Linked DNA regions of Mus musculus: regions 1 and 3 are each linked to region 2. The links are chromatin contacts, called in public promoter capture Hi-C maps. All regions are on one chromosome and are shown on one strand. The core of a region is the stretch at or near the end of the contact, and the rest is flanking DNA. Distances in the headings are between cores, read along the strand shown. Region 1 holds the start of Mroh5 (maestro heat-like repeat family member 5). Region 2 holds the start of Gpr20 (G protein-coupled receptor 20). Region 3 holds the start of Dennd3 (DENN/MADD domain containing 3).

Region 1 (4,660 bases), core at 1,799-4,298, 130 kb after region 2:
TCTAGTTCAAGCTTGGTCAAGGCCTGGTCAGCATAGCGACTATAGCTCCCCTACATCCATTTTTGGATTCTTCTCTGGTCTGCTCCCTTGAGGAAGCTCCTGCCCTACTTGGGGGAAACACACCCTCTGTTTTTAGCCACCTCCCTGCACTCTCTGCTTTGTCTCACCTCCCACCCAGCCAGCCTTCTCTTCCTGCTGCCCTTGATTGGCACCCCCCATGGTACCCCCTTCATTGTCTGTGTCCTGTTGGCTGGAAGAACCAGGTCTTCACCCCCATTTTTTAACAGCTGCCTGAAGGGTGCCTCCACCAGGCCAGGCCCCTGACTTCTTGGTTGCCTGGTCTCTCTCCTAGCAACAGCTAGGTGCCTTCTCTCTGTGCCCCAGCTGCTGGCTATGAATCTCTCTCCCTGTGACACTGAAGCCATCTTAGGACTCAGGTACTTGCCCTCACACACTGATGCTTTGACTGTCCCACCTTATCCATTCCCAGCCAAGGCCAGCTGCCCACCCTTCTCTCTGACGCAGCCACACCCAAGCCACCCTCTGCCTCAGGCAGAAGCATTCGCTTTCCACAGCCATTACCACAGAGGCGGGAGGCTCTCTGTCCTCTCTCTCAACCTCACTTCCCTTGTAGCGACTGCCTGATTTCTCTGCTCCACATTTATAACAAATCCTTGCCGCCTCTAAATCTCTCTCTCTCTCCCATTTGCTCTTGAACCTGCTCTAATCGGGCTTAATTTCTGTACTTCCCTGAAGCAACTCAGGTCAAGGTCACCGATGTCCTTCACCACGCTAAGTCTGAGGCCAGCTCTCAGGCCTCATTTGATGTGACCCACGGGCAGCACGTGACTCAGCCTGATCTGCTTCCAGAATCTCCCACACTGCTCCTACATCACTGTCTTCTCTTTGGTCCCCTCACTGGCTTCTCCTCTCTCTGACCTGGCAAGGACAGATGGCCCCAGGCTTGGTCCAGGATCTCTTCTCCTTCCCTCCTCTCCCCTCCCCTCCTCTCCCCTGACTTCTCCTCCCCCTCCCTCCTCCCTTCCTCCTTCCCTCCCTCCTCTCCTCCTTCCCTCCCCCTCTCTCCTTCCTCTCTTCCTTCTTCCCTCCCTCCTCTCTTCCTTTCCATCCCACCCCTTCCCTCCCTTTCCCTCTTCCCTCCCTTCTCCCCTCCCTCCTCCCCTCCCTCCCCAGGTGATTTCATCCACTCTTTTGGCTCTAAATGCCATTTCCCCAGGTCTGTCTCCAGCCAGCTATGTTCTCCATGGGTCTATCTGAAGGCTTCAACCCAACCCATCCCAAATCAAACTCTCCACCCTCTGACCTCAGTTGCTTCTCTTTCATCTTTGCCCTTCTCTAGCAAGTGGTGGCCAGAGGTTTCCCTCCTCCACAGCGCTCCCACTCCACGTCTCCACACTAACTAGCTTTAAGACATCTTCAGACAGCAGGGCTCTTCTCACTGCTGTCCTGGCGACAGCGGCTTCACCCAGACCAGAGGCAGCTACCACTGCCCTCTGTACTGTACCTCTGTAACTATACTCACCTGGAACAATGGCAGGCTGATAAAACCATCCTGCCCATGCCCAGGGCTGTCACTGTCCCCTCTCCCACGACCCACTGCAGCCCTCTCTCCTCCAAAACTTGTCTCTACCAGCACCTCAGAGGAATTCCCACAGCCCCTTCTGTGGCTTCACCCGATCCTGGTACTGAGGAGTAAGACAGAGACTTCGAAGGCAGCCAGGGAGACAGGATAGGCTGCAGGGATTGGGGCAGGGTTCACTGGTCCTCTGAGCTGTAGATTGAGGGTGTGACCCTTGCAGGTCCTGCCTGTGCATCTCAAACCATCTGCAGGTCTGGCTCTCCCCACTGGGCTAGGTGGGTCACCTCCAGTTCATCTCTCCTCCTGGCATAACACCCCTCATCCTGCTCAAGGTTCTGACTCAAGAAGGCATTTGTTTATCTACGGAGGTGGAAGAACAGGCTTTGCTGTCTGGCTCATGGCTACAGGCAGTACCTAGTCCAGAGCCTGATTGCACACAGCAGGTGCTCAGTAAGTGCACTAAGTAAGAATAGTAACAGAGGCCCCTCGGCATGGGTGCGGCACTGTGGGGGTTTATTGCAGCCCTACAGCATGGTTTTCCTATCCTTAGACCTTTGCCTGTAGCAAATATGGAATGTTGACCCCAATTGCATTGTGGGAGCCCACATATTTTCTAGCCTGAAACTGGGACTGGTCCCCATCCAGGGGACCAGCATCTGCTGCCATGCCAAGTCCCTGCACCCCGTATCTCCCCGTGAGAGCTCCACTCTCCTTACCCTTGCTTCCTCCTCATGGGAACCAAGCTGAAGACCCCAGGCCAGGCCCACAGTCTGCATATTCACAGTAGTCAGCTTGGATTTTGTTGATCCTCCTGCCCTAACGGCTGCTTGCCGCCACCTGCTGGGTGAATCCTACTATCTGAGCCTCCTGGCTAACTCGCTTCCTCCCCATCTTGAACTTTCTGCCCAGCAGCCTGACTTTTTCATACTCTCGGGACCTTGCAGGCCTTCACAGCCTGCTGATGCTGTTCCTCAGGACAGTGGACAACTTCCCCTTTGCAGGGAGAGGTGACAGGAGGTAGGAGAGAGGTCAGGGATGGAGGCAGGTCCCCCTTAGGTGTTGAGAAGGGGCTCATTTCTCACTCCCCAGTGGTCCCCACCTGTTTCTTCTGGCCCAGTGGCCTCTCCTTCCATGACCCCAGCCTCCCCGCGCCGGGGACAAGCGTGTCCCCCCCCCAGCCCCCGCTGACTGTCGCGCCCGCCGCAGGACCGGCTGCACCCCCCGCACCGCGCTTCCCCGACATCTACGGCGGCGACGCGCAGCTTTGGGAGGCGCATTTCCGCGGCATCGGGCGCGCCTACCGCGCTTTGGGCAAAGAGGACGACTTCGCTATCCGCGTGCTCACCGAGGACTTCACGCTGCCTTTCCCGTTCGCCTGGCCGCCAGGCCCGGACCCGGCCACCGGGCCGCTCTTCTACGACCCGCGGGACCGCGCGGGCTTCGACTTCCTGCTGCGCGGCCCCGGCGCGCCTCCCCCAGCGCTGCTGCGACCCCTGCACGCCACGGCGCAGGCGGCCGAGCGCAAGCGGCGCCTGGAGCGCCTGGCGCTGAGCTACGCCGGCGCTGGCAGGCCACCCGGCTTGGTGCTGCTGGCGCCCGCCGCCGCCGCCTTCCCTCCCGAAGCTGGCCGTCCTGCTTGGCGCGCCCTTCCCCGTGACAGTGAATAAAGCCTCTGCTTCTCCCGTTCCCGCGTCTGGCCTCGCCCTGTACCGTGAACCAGGGAAGCCGGGGAGGGGACGCGGGACACGATGCCTGCACCTTCTCAACCGCCTAGTGAGTCTGAGAGTCAGGTGGAAAAGGTGACTCCGGCAGGCTGTGAGGATGAGATGATCCTGGGGAAGGTGGGAGGTCAGGACTTCATCCCCCAGTTGTCATTCTTGCTCAGCTCTAGGATGGGAAGTTACACGATCTCATCTGGTGTGGACTGCTTGGCCTCCAAGGAGTAGCTGGATGCTGGCTGTCCTTGTGTCTCACTCCAAGGGCCACCGCGTCTCAGGTTTCTATGACAGTCGCTAGGGATGCACAAGGGTAGAGTGTAAGCATGGAAAATATGAGAGAGGCAGTGTCAGGAAGGAGTTCTGACAGTCTCCAGCCTGCCTTCTTCTCTGTCCCCTCCCAGAAGGATCCTGTCTACTCCCTTGAAAATCCGAGAGGATTTCCTGGAATATGGCACATGTGACCTGGGCTTCCAGCTTGTCCCTATCTAGGTCGAAAATTTTAGGCAGAAGTCTGTGTGGGCAGCAAGGAAGGACTGCCTAGCCCTGGTGACATCTCTACATCGTGTGATATCAAGCAGTAAGGCTGAGTGGCCTTTAGTGAAAGGGCCAGGCTCCATCCTGATTTGGGGGGTGGGGGACCTTTGGGTTCCTGGTGTAGAGGAGCCTGTGGGCTGGAGGCCCGTTTCCACACAAGAGCATCTGGACTTGAGATTTTGCTTCTGTTTTTGTTTGTTTCTTCTAATACAGGAGTTATTTATAATTTCCCAGTGCTGGGAGGAAAAAAAAATTCCAAGTCTTGGCAGAACAACTTAGATGGAATGTTCACTTTAGGGGATGTGGTGGAGAAGCAGGGACAGGAGAGGGAAGAAAGAGGGGGAAGAGGAGAAGGAGCAGGAGGAGGAGGGAGAGGAGGAGGAGGAGCAGGAGGAGCAGGAAGAGAAGAAGGAGGAGCAGGAGGAGCAGGAGCAGCAGGAGGAGCAGGAGGAGCAGGAGCAGGAGGAGGAGCAGGAGGAGGAGCAGGAGCAGGAGGAGGAGCAGGAGGAGGAGCAGGAGGAGCAGGAGCAGGAGCAGGAGGAAGAGGAGGAGCAGGAGCAGGAGCAGGAGGAGCAGGAGGAGCAGGAGCAGGAGGAGCAGCAGGAGCAGAGCAGGAGCAGGAGCAGGAGCAGGAGCAGGAGCAGCAGCAGGAGCAGCAGCAGGAGCAGGAGCAGGAGGAGCAGGAGGAGGAGCAGGAGGAGGAGCAGGAGGAGGAGCAGGAGGAGGAGCAGGAGCAGGAGGAGCAGGAGGAGCAGGAGGAGCAGGAGCAGCAGGAGCAGCAGGAGCAGCAGCAGGAGCAGCAGCAGGA
Region 2 (4,361 bases), core at 456-2,955:
TTGGTTTTGACTAGACCTATGGAAGGAATCTTACTCAGACATCTTTGGACCTGCTTCACCTCCTTCGAGGGCGTGGCTGGGACAATCACCTTCCCTAGTTTGTGTTCCGTTCTGTGTGGCAGTGTCTTGTTCATTTGCCTCCCTGTTTTTATTTGCGTGGTATCTGGCTGGACTGGAGCTAGTGAGAGTGCAATATCCGAATTTGGGAGGTAGAAGCAGGGGGATTACTGTGAGTTTGAGGTCTGAGTAACACAGTGAGCCTGGGCTACAGGAGATCCTGTCTCAAGAACTATAACCAACCAATCAACCAACCAACCAACCAACCAACCAACCAACCAAACCAAGGAACACAAAACAACCCCTACCCCCCAAACCCACTGGAAATGGGTCTGATGCACACACTCTCTAAAGCCAGCCCTTGAAAGCTGACTCAGGAAGAACACTGCAACCTAAGCTATGAAGACATCAAGCTAATAGAGTTTCAGGGCAGCCTGGGATGTAGATTGAGGCCTTACCACAAAACAAGCAACAAACAGGAAAGACCCCATAGCCAACCCCATCTCACACTATCTTGTACAGGTTTGAAGAAATCCCCTGAAGAATCCCAGGAGGAAGCACAGCTCCCTTTGTTCCCACCGTGCTTGCAGAAAGACCTACTCAGCAGACACACAGCCAGGCAACCCCCTGGCAGCCTGTTGCTCTGGGGCAGCACACAGAGGCAGGCAAAGGCAGGTAACCTCTGCGGGCTATGCTTTCCCTCCACCAGCCTCTGTCTCCGTCCTGCCTGAGGCTACCCAGCTGCTCCACAGCCTGCCCCCGCCAGCCACTCTGGCCACCAGCCAGTTCCCAGCCAGCCAGCCCCCTCGGGACCCTGCTCTACAGCCTTCTCACAGGGCAGCTACACCAGGGAAGCTCAGTCCGGAAGCATCAGCTTGGGGGTCCTGTTGCGGGCTGAGCAGAAAATCCAGCAATGGGCCTCAGTTTCCCCACTCCCAAAGAGGTAGAGGAAGGACCTGGACTAGGGCAGAGACCTTGAGCCAGGGGTGGGCAGATGTGGTTCCTTGTAGAGAAAGTGGATGCTTTTCCAAGCCTTGTCCCCTCCTGGTGCTAGTGGTTAGGGACCCAGAGCTCATCAAATGCTGTTTGCCTGGTCTGTGGGACCATCCCAAGTGCCTTCCTGGACAGGAGAGGAAACTGAGCCCTTGGCTTTGGACTCAGCAGCGGATGCGCAAGTGTGTGATCGGTTTCATGAATGAAATCCAGAGTGGGCAAGGTGGGTGAGGGTCACTGGGAGAATAGAGAGCAACCCCACGGGGCAGGGAGGGTGCCACTTCTGCCCCTCTCCCCTCCAAACTCTTTACATCTCTGCGACTGTCTCTGTGGCAGAGGGCTGTGAACTGGGCTTGCTTCTTGGTCCTGTTTCTCACCCCCTCTCTTCTTCCTAAGTCACCCAACTGGGCAATACGAATAGCCCGCTCTGTGCACAGGGGTGCAGGAGGCAGCAGTGCCTGGGGAACTCACCCGCTCTTGCCGCACCTTCCTCTGGGATGAGCCTGTCCCCTGAAGCTCTAGGTCTGTGGACCCACAGACAGTGCCTTCCCAGGGCCTGACGTCAGGCCAGCCAGCTGCTTTTGGACACAGGCAGAGGGGTGGGAGGGGTGGGGGCGGAGCGGTCTCCCTCCCAACCCCTGCTGGCCTGGCTGCCTAGAGGAAGGGGGGCGGGGTTGGGGTGGAGGGAGCCTGGGGGCGGGAGAGGGGTGGTGGTGGGGTCGGAGATACCACACCTTCCCTAGACAGAGGGGTGAGCCACAGCTGTTCGGACCAGGAAGAGTGGAGGGGGGCAGGGTTGGCTTCTGGCCCAAGGCTATGGGTTGTCTTAGAACAGCTCGGCCAGTTTCTGAGAAGAAAGATCTGCTGGGTGGGTCCCGTCCAGTCGCAGCAGCCAGGGGCTTAGGACATCCAGGCAGGTGTAACCACAGACAGCTGGCAGAGGATGGTCTCTGGTCAGCAAGGGCTGAATGTCTCTGGGGCTGAGGCTGTGCAGGGCTGTTTGCTCTGCCAGGAGTTCCCTCTAGCCCTCTGCTCTTCATGTCTGTCATCCACTTCAGTCATACCACAGTGCTTTCTCGAGCATCCACTCAACAGCCATTCTGACATCGATGACCAGGGAGGGCTGTGTGCAGGAGACCCCCCGGGCCCTCAGAGCTCACACTGGGTGTGAGAAACAGTAGAGGAAGAAGTGGGTGCCTAGTGACAGATCCAGCCAGCCCAGATGAGAAGTGAGGGCAGGGTTCCGGAGTGGATAGAGGGAGGTGCCACAGGACGGGGCTGCCTGGATGGGTAGAGGAAGGGGAAGCCATCTTGGTAGGGTCAGCTGCGTAGTCTGCAGAGCTATGAAGCTGGGAGGGAGTGGTCACTTGCACACAGAGTCTTAGCAGCCCTTAGAGGCTCCAGTGGTGGCTTTGATCCTAAGGGAACAGAAGGTTCTAGAAGAGGGGTGTAATCTCCCAGCCTTGGTCTCCACCCATCATAATATTCATAGAATCTTGTTGTATCTTTCCCACTGGGGCAAACTGAACCCTAGGCAGGAGCCCATGGCTTGCCAGACCACCTCCCCTAGGTCAGCAGCGACTTCTGGTCCTGGAGGGAAGGTTTTAGGCTTCTGTTAGGCTGCGGGGCTGAGGGCTAGGTAGGGCTTCAAAGTCACTGGCAGGCAAGTAAAGGGCTGGAGCTTGGAGGAGCTCACGTTTCACACGCTGCCCAGAGGTGGGTCCAGAAAGCCATGGTCCTTGCCTAGGGATCAGTGCCCACCCGTTCCTTCTACACTCAGCCAGTAGCTGAGACTTTCAATGCCTGGGATACGCGGTGCCTATAGCCTGGATGCATAGTTCCTATCCCTGCCCTGACTCCACGTTGGAACAACACAGGAAGGGCTGTGCTGGCTTTTACTCCTTCATGCCCTTCCACCTCCAGGAAGCACCTGGGTGGGTCCTGTCCTATCACTTGGCAGGGTATACAGACCTGAGGAGAAGGGTGGCGCTGAGGCTCAGGGGCCAGGGCAGTCCTGAGGCATAAGTCTACAGCCTCAGTGGGGCTCTTGGCTGCTGCTGTGCTTGCTGGACTATGTCCGAGGGGTGACAAGGTGCACAGGTCATAAGTGACAGGCCAGGTGCATGGGTGGGTGCAAGGGGAGGCTGGAGAACGGAGATGGCTGATGTGTGATGGAACCCTAGGGCATTGCTGGGTATCGTGGTGCAACACGACCTTTGCAAGAAGAGGAGAAGAGTGGCGTGCATGTGGTGTGTGTGCGTATGCATCATTTGTGTGTGGTGCATGTGAAGTTGAGAGGGTCTGTTCAACTGCCAGGTCGTGCCTTGCCATCTAGAAACATAGTCTGGGGGTTCATCATTCAGTAAGAAGTGCAGAATGCAGCTAGGTGGTGGCGGCACACCCCATTAATCCCAGCACTCAGGAGGCAGAGGCAGGTAGATCTTTGGGTTCAAGGCCAGCCTGGTCTACAGAGTGAGTTTCAGGATAGCCACGGCTACACAGAGAAACCATGTCTTGCAAAACAAACAGACAGACAAATGCTGAATGGTGCACCCACAGTGGTATCTGTCACACATGGGCTAGGTGCTAGGTCTCACTCAACCATCAAGCCTTCTAAAGAGCTGCTGGGTTCCACTCCCAGGGAGGACAAATCAGAGAGGTAATGTCACCTGTTCAAGGGTATGTCGTTAGAAAGAGGGGAGCCAGACCTGGAGCTGTCCCTTCTGTCAAGCTGCCAGTCACACTTGGAACCAAAGCCTGGCCTGCTTTCTCCATGCAGGCTTCAGGAGCAGCTCCAGCCCTAGTACTGGGCAAAGTGTGGGCTTCTGTCTCTTCCGGCACATTGGTCCTGGGGACCATGCACTACTCTGAGTTGGCTGGGCTTCAGTTCTCTTGGTAGAACTGGACCAGGGTCAAGAGTTGGCCAAACCCCCTGCAGAGCCTGGATGGCTTTCTATTTCAGACCTGTCTGGCCTCTGGTGGTCCCCTGGGATTATGACAGCTGAGTCTGCATGGAACTGCACAGTGGGTCCCTGTAGTATAGCCGGAGCCTCTCTGAACCTCATCGTCTTGCTGTGTGTGCAGAGCAGAGACACCGTGTGTTGCCCTGGCACTCTCCTTTAGGGGTACTAGAGGCACTAGGGGCAGGGGTGTGAATGTGAGGAGGGATGCTGTTGGGTAAGATGTTTACTATGGGGAAGGCCAGTGACAAATCCCTGGGGTTGACTGATAGGCAAGACTCAGAGTGGAGTGACTGGAAGCGGGCACCAGATGATGAGCAGTCAGTCAAGGTGAACCTGGTGGGTCAGAAT
Region 3 (4,948 bases), core at 1,555-4,054, 190 kb before region 2:
CATACCTAGTGTAGATCCAGGCTCAAGAGAGTCATAGTTTCTCTTAGTGTTTGTTATAGAGACCATTTTGGTGGCTCTCAAGTTACACGTCAAAAGCTAAGAGCCCCCTTCCCCCCTCCTCTTCCCTCCAATGAGTAATGTAATGTGATGGCTCAGTGCATGGGTTAGGTGGAATCACAGTCTGACAAAGACCACCAAGGGTTGCACGGCCACTCGGTGGGACTCCATTCCTGTCAACTCAGTTTCTGGTGAGATTCTTAGAAAGTTTCAGGTTTGCAGCTGGGAAAGGAGAGAGGTTTTAAGCAGGTAATTGTGCTGGGATTCCGGCTTTTCTGCTGGCCTGGGCTGCAGGGCTCTTAGGTCAACAGCTACCCTGTGCTGCTTCAGAAAGACTACAGTGTTTCTCTCAGTCTGAGTGTCTTTTGTACTCTCTTGCTAGTATCTTTTGACACATAAGTTTTTGTTTGAATAATTGGCTAACTTCTTTCTCTTTTTTGAGGTAAGCTCTTACTAGGCAGCATTGGCTAGCCTGGAACTCAGTATTTAGACCAAAATGACCTCAAACTCAAAGATCTGCCTGCCTTTGCCTCCCAAATACTGGGTTAAAGTGTGTGCTATCATGTCTGGTTGTGATTGGAGGGTTGTTGTTTTGTTTTGTTTCTGAGACAGGGTTTCTCTGTGTAGCTTTGAGTATTCTGGAACTTGATCTGTGAACCAGGCTGGCCTCAAAGTCAGAGATTCACCTGCCTCTGCCTCTGCCTCCCAAATGCTGGATTAAGGGTGTGTCTTAGTCAGAGTTTCTATTCCTGCACAAACATCATGACCAAGAAGCAAGTTGGGGAGGAAAGGGTTTATTCGGCTTACACTTCCATACTGCTGCTTATCACCAAGGAAGTCAGGACTGGAACTCAAGCAGGTCAGGAAGCAGGAGCTGATGCAGAAGCCATGGAGGGATGTTCTTTACTGGCTTGCTTCCCCTGGCTTGCTCAGCCTGCTTTCTTATAGAACCCAACACTACCAGCCCAGAGATGGTCCCACCCACAAGGGGCCTTTCCCCCTTGATCACTAATTGAGAAAACGCCTTACAGCTGGATCTCATGGAGGCATTTCCTCAACTGAAGCTCCTTTCTCTGTGATAACTCCAGCCTGTGTCAAGTTGACACAAAACCAGCCAGTACAGGGTGTGTGCACCGTTGCCACCTAGCTGTGATTGGAGTTTCTTAATGCCACTTCTAGGCCATTTCCAGATCTGTTTGTGCACAGTATAGTTCCATAATCTGCATGTTCTGAGGTACCTGGGAACAGAAGAGGACTCTTGTGGCTCTGGTACATGCTAAGCAAGTACATGCTTGACCACAAACCCTAGGCCCATGGTAGGTTTCTTGTGGGTACTTACTTGGAAAGTACCTGCAGCATGGGTCATGGGGACTTTTATTTATCTATTTCTGCTGTGTAGCCTGTACTGGCCTGAAATTCCTTTATGATCCTCTGCCCACTTTCAAATTGTTACAATTACAGAAGCAAACCACTAGTCCTATGGGGATTTAATTTAAAAAGCACAGAACCAGGAAGCCTGGGAGATTATGTGGCTGGACTTTCTGGCACAGGGAGGCTTACAGAAGATGAACTCTGGAGCCTGGCTGTGGACTTTCCACCTCAGTCAGGAACAGAGCAGATATAAGATCTGCTCTACCCTGAGCCTTACAGGGTCCCTGCCAACTGAATGTCCTGGCCTCCATTCCACAGGACATTCCACAAACAGGAAGTAGAGGCCAATAGATGCTAGGTCTGCCCATATACACACATAGTTGACACAGTAGATTTTGATTAAGATTCTGATTGCTTACAGAGTGGCCCACGGTCTGTGATGGATCCCTATGAGGCTTGCTCCGCTCAGGTCTGTGCCTAGCTGAGGCCATCTCAGATGAGCTAATGCAAGAGTCAGATAAGCAGGTATAAAACTTTAATATCAGTGACATTAACACGTCCTTTGGGTTCCTGGACAAGGGATGAGGGCTGCAGAGGTCAGGCAGCCTACAGGCTGGCTAGGCTGCTTCTGAGTCCTGCTCCCCACCCCTACCCCAGCCAGCCTACCCAGGTTTTGCTCCCAAGACTTGTTTAGTCACTCTAGGCTGATGTTTTGACAAATATTTGACGCTACTAGTGATCATTCCTTCAGTGTTTTTGTTTTTTAATATATAATATATAATTCCTGGAAAAGTTCATTGGTCTTCCACCTTGCCCATTTCATGCTAAATTTAACCGAGGTTCTTGCAGAGGCCTGCAGTCAACCGTGAAGCTACTCATCAGGAGTGGATCTTCACACTCCCTTCCCGACGGTTCTTCCAGGTACCCACAGGGTCTACTTCCCGTCCTGGCACAAGAGAGCTTCCTGGAGGTGGCAGGAGACCAGGCCTTTGTCCCTTACTTGTTGGGGGGGGGGGGAGGGCGGGCGTGGACCTCTGGAGAAGAGCCTCCGGGGCTGGATGACGTGGCTGGTCACCTGGGGATGCCGCCCATTCCTTCCGTATTCCGGGGGACAGGAGGAGGGGCCAAACCCGCAGAGGGGCTTAGGAAATGACTGAGCTTGTGTGGCGGCAGAGTCCGCCCGCACCCCCTTCTTCCCACCCCGAAGAGGCCACACCCACGCAGGTCCGGCCAGACACGCCTCCATAGAAGTCCTGCCCCTGCCAAATCACAGACCAGGCTCGTTCACGCTATCCAGGCCCCGCCTCCTAGGTCCCGTCCACACCGGACCCCCCCCCCCCCCACACACACACACAGGCCACGCCCCTCCTATTTGCTCGTAGGCCCCGCCCATTCCGCGGACGCGGCTGGCTGGCAACCAGCCCAAGAGAGGCGGGGAGGCTTGGGCAGGGGTGCTCCGCTGGGGTCTGGGTTGTGGGCGCCGGCGCCCTCTGAGTCGCGTCACCCCGGCCCGACAATCGAGGGCTCGGAGCGCAGTGTGCTAGGCGGGTGGCGGGAAGGTCATGGCGGAGCCCGCGGCGCGACACCTGTCGCTGCCCTCGGGGCTGCTGGAGTTGTGCGCGCTGCTGGGCGCCTCTCAAGACAGCCTCCGCGGCCTGGAGCAGGTAAGGGGTTAGAGGGGAAACTGAGTTGGGGTGGGGGAGACAGAGAGGTGCCAGCCAGGTTTGAGTGTGGCTGGCTTCAGAGGCTACGCACCGCTGCGGCGCCAAAGCCTCAGGGTCAGGTCCCAGCTGTGAGGGATGAGCACAGCTCATAGGGCAACTGGCGGCTGGCCTTTCCTCCCTCCGGGACCGGCCGGCTTGGACTTGGTGCTTGTGGTGGTACAGACCGGCTTCTGTGCACTGAAGCGTTCCTCCACACTCAGGATGTGGGGCGAGGTGCTGGCCCAGCGGGGATCTGCTGAGTTCACGGGCAACTAGACAAGATCCTCTCCCAGTAGCGACTAAATGGTTCCCTTCACTGCCTAAGTGATGGGTTCTGTACTCCGTGCCGAATAGTGAGGTTTCAGGTGTTAGAGTCAACCACCAGCTTTGAATATTCCACTTTTAGTCGAGCTTGCTGCATAGCCATTTTCTTCACTTGCTGTGCAGTCCCTCCCTTCTCTCCGTCTGTGCCTAGGAACCAAAGATAGATTCAGCTCCCTGTCTCTGGAAAGACAGCAGCGGCGTCTGAACATCTCATACTCCTGATTTCTGCGCTGTGTTTTCTTTCGTTTTTTTATTCTGGAACCCAGGTTGTTTTCTCCCAATCCATTGGTGCTTCAATTTTTCTTTTGAACCCGGCATAATTGGGAACTGCCATTTTCTCAGCGATTTCCCTAGTATCCCGTTAAGTGTCTGGAGAGATCATCTGAGTGTTGCATATCGATGTGATGAGTAGTGGAGACAAAACAAGAAAAGTTAACCGTCAGTAAAAGTAGCCGAATGAGTGTTAAAGCCTAGATAGTTTGGGCTGGTGAGGTGGCTCCCCGGGTAAGAGCACTGACTGCTCTTTCTAAGGTCCTGAGTTCAAATCCCAGCAACCACATGGTGGCTAACAATCATCCATAATGAGATATGTTGCTCTCTTCCGTGTGTCTAAAGACAGCTACAGTGAACTTACATATGATAATAAATAAATCTAAAAAAATTAAAATAAAAAGCCTAGATAGTTTCTTCCCTAAGTGAATGTGACCAGTAAATGGCCCTTGTCCCTATGAAAATGATTTGTCACTTCTCTGATGTCCCTTATAAATGCCAGTGTGTCCTCCATTGTCTTTGTGCCTCTAACTTACCAAACAGCACTGCCTTTTTTTTTTTTTTTTCTTCTTAGAATCGGAAATGGCCTGGTTTCACTGTGGTCTCTCTGGGCATCTGTCCGTGTCTTTGTGCCCTGGGTCTTGCAGTATGGTTCTTGCCTGTTGGGTGTGAGGCATGATTTTTGAGAACCGGCTTAGTCAACTGGGGGATTCAGAGTGGTACTTTCCCGAATTAGGCAGTCGGTGGCACCTCCCAGGTGAGAGGGGGGAGTTTCAGGCTAGTTTGCCTCATTGTGTGCTCTGCTAGGAATTTCAAAGAGAGGGGAGAAAAAAAAAACAGTCCAGGATTAGGGGGGAAAGGAGAGTTAGAGATGGACTAAAACTTTAGAATAATTTCATTTTATGTCAACATCACTGTTAGAGTTAGTCAGATTTTATTCACTTTATTTTTTGTAGTAATTCTCTTTTGAATGTCCAAGGTTTTAAAATTTGTTGTTGTTGTTGTTGTTGTTGTTTTGTTTTTTTGGAGACAGGGTTTTTCTGTATAGCCCTGGCTGTCCTGGAACTCACTTTGTAGACCAGGCTGGCCTCGAACTCAGAAATCCACCTGCTTCTGCCTCCCAGTTGCTGGGAATAAAGGCGTGCGCCAATAAAGGTGGCAATAATTTTTAATTTTACTTTAAAAAAGGCATTTTACTGAGTGTGGTGGCTTGCTCCTGTAGT

What was found. Capture Hi-C pulls out chosen DNA fragments and counts their contacts.
Region 1: a contact with region 2 is called in a promoter capture Hi-C map of pancreatic islet. The contact joins the promoter of Mroh5 here to the promoter of Gpr20 in region 2. A contact is called at or near these places in 4 of 39 promoter capture datasets (the HPC-7 cell line, embryonic stem cells, hippocampal neurons and 1 more), 9 of 484 Hi-C or Micro-C datasets (embryonic fibroblasts, embryonic stem cells, stem cell-derived neural stem cells and 1 more) and 3 of 9 other capture datasets (adipose tissue, liver and pancreatic islet).
Region 3: a contact with region 2 is called in a promoter capture Hi-C map of liver. The contact joins the promoter of Dennd3 here to the promoter of Gpr20 in region 2. A contact is called at or near these places in 2 of 484 Hi-C or Micro-C datasets (both in embryonic stem cells), 3 of 115 datasets of contacts at active chromatin or transcription factors (intestinal villus epithelium, microglia and pro-B cells) and 3 of 9 other capture datasets (adipose tissue, liver and pancreatic islet).

What each region holds. Positions count from the first base shown.
Region 1 is chr15:73,836,623-73,841,282 of GRCm38.p6, forward strand. It overlaps Mroh5 (maestro heat-like repeat family member 5), which reads right to left and starts at 3,049. Exons shown (of 11, transcript NM_001368162.1): 1 at 2,946-3,049. It overlaps Gm6569 (predicted gene 6569), which reads left to right. Exons shown (of 4, transcript NM_001374241.1): 4 at 2,807-3,286. The coding sequence ends at 3,267.
Region 2 is chr15:73,705,800-73,710,160 of GRCm38.p6, forward strand. Gpr20 (G protein-coupled receptor 20) reads right to left here and starts at 1,706. Exons shown (of 2, transcript NM_173365.2): 1 at 1,522-1,706.
Region 3 is chr15:73,509,756-73,514,703 of GRCm38.p6, forward strand. Dennd3 (DENN/MADD domain containing 3) reads left to right here and starts at 2,805. Exons shown (of 23, transcript NM_001081066.1): 1 at 2,805-3,092. The coding sequence starts at 2,991.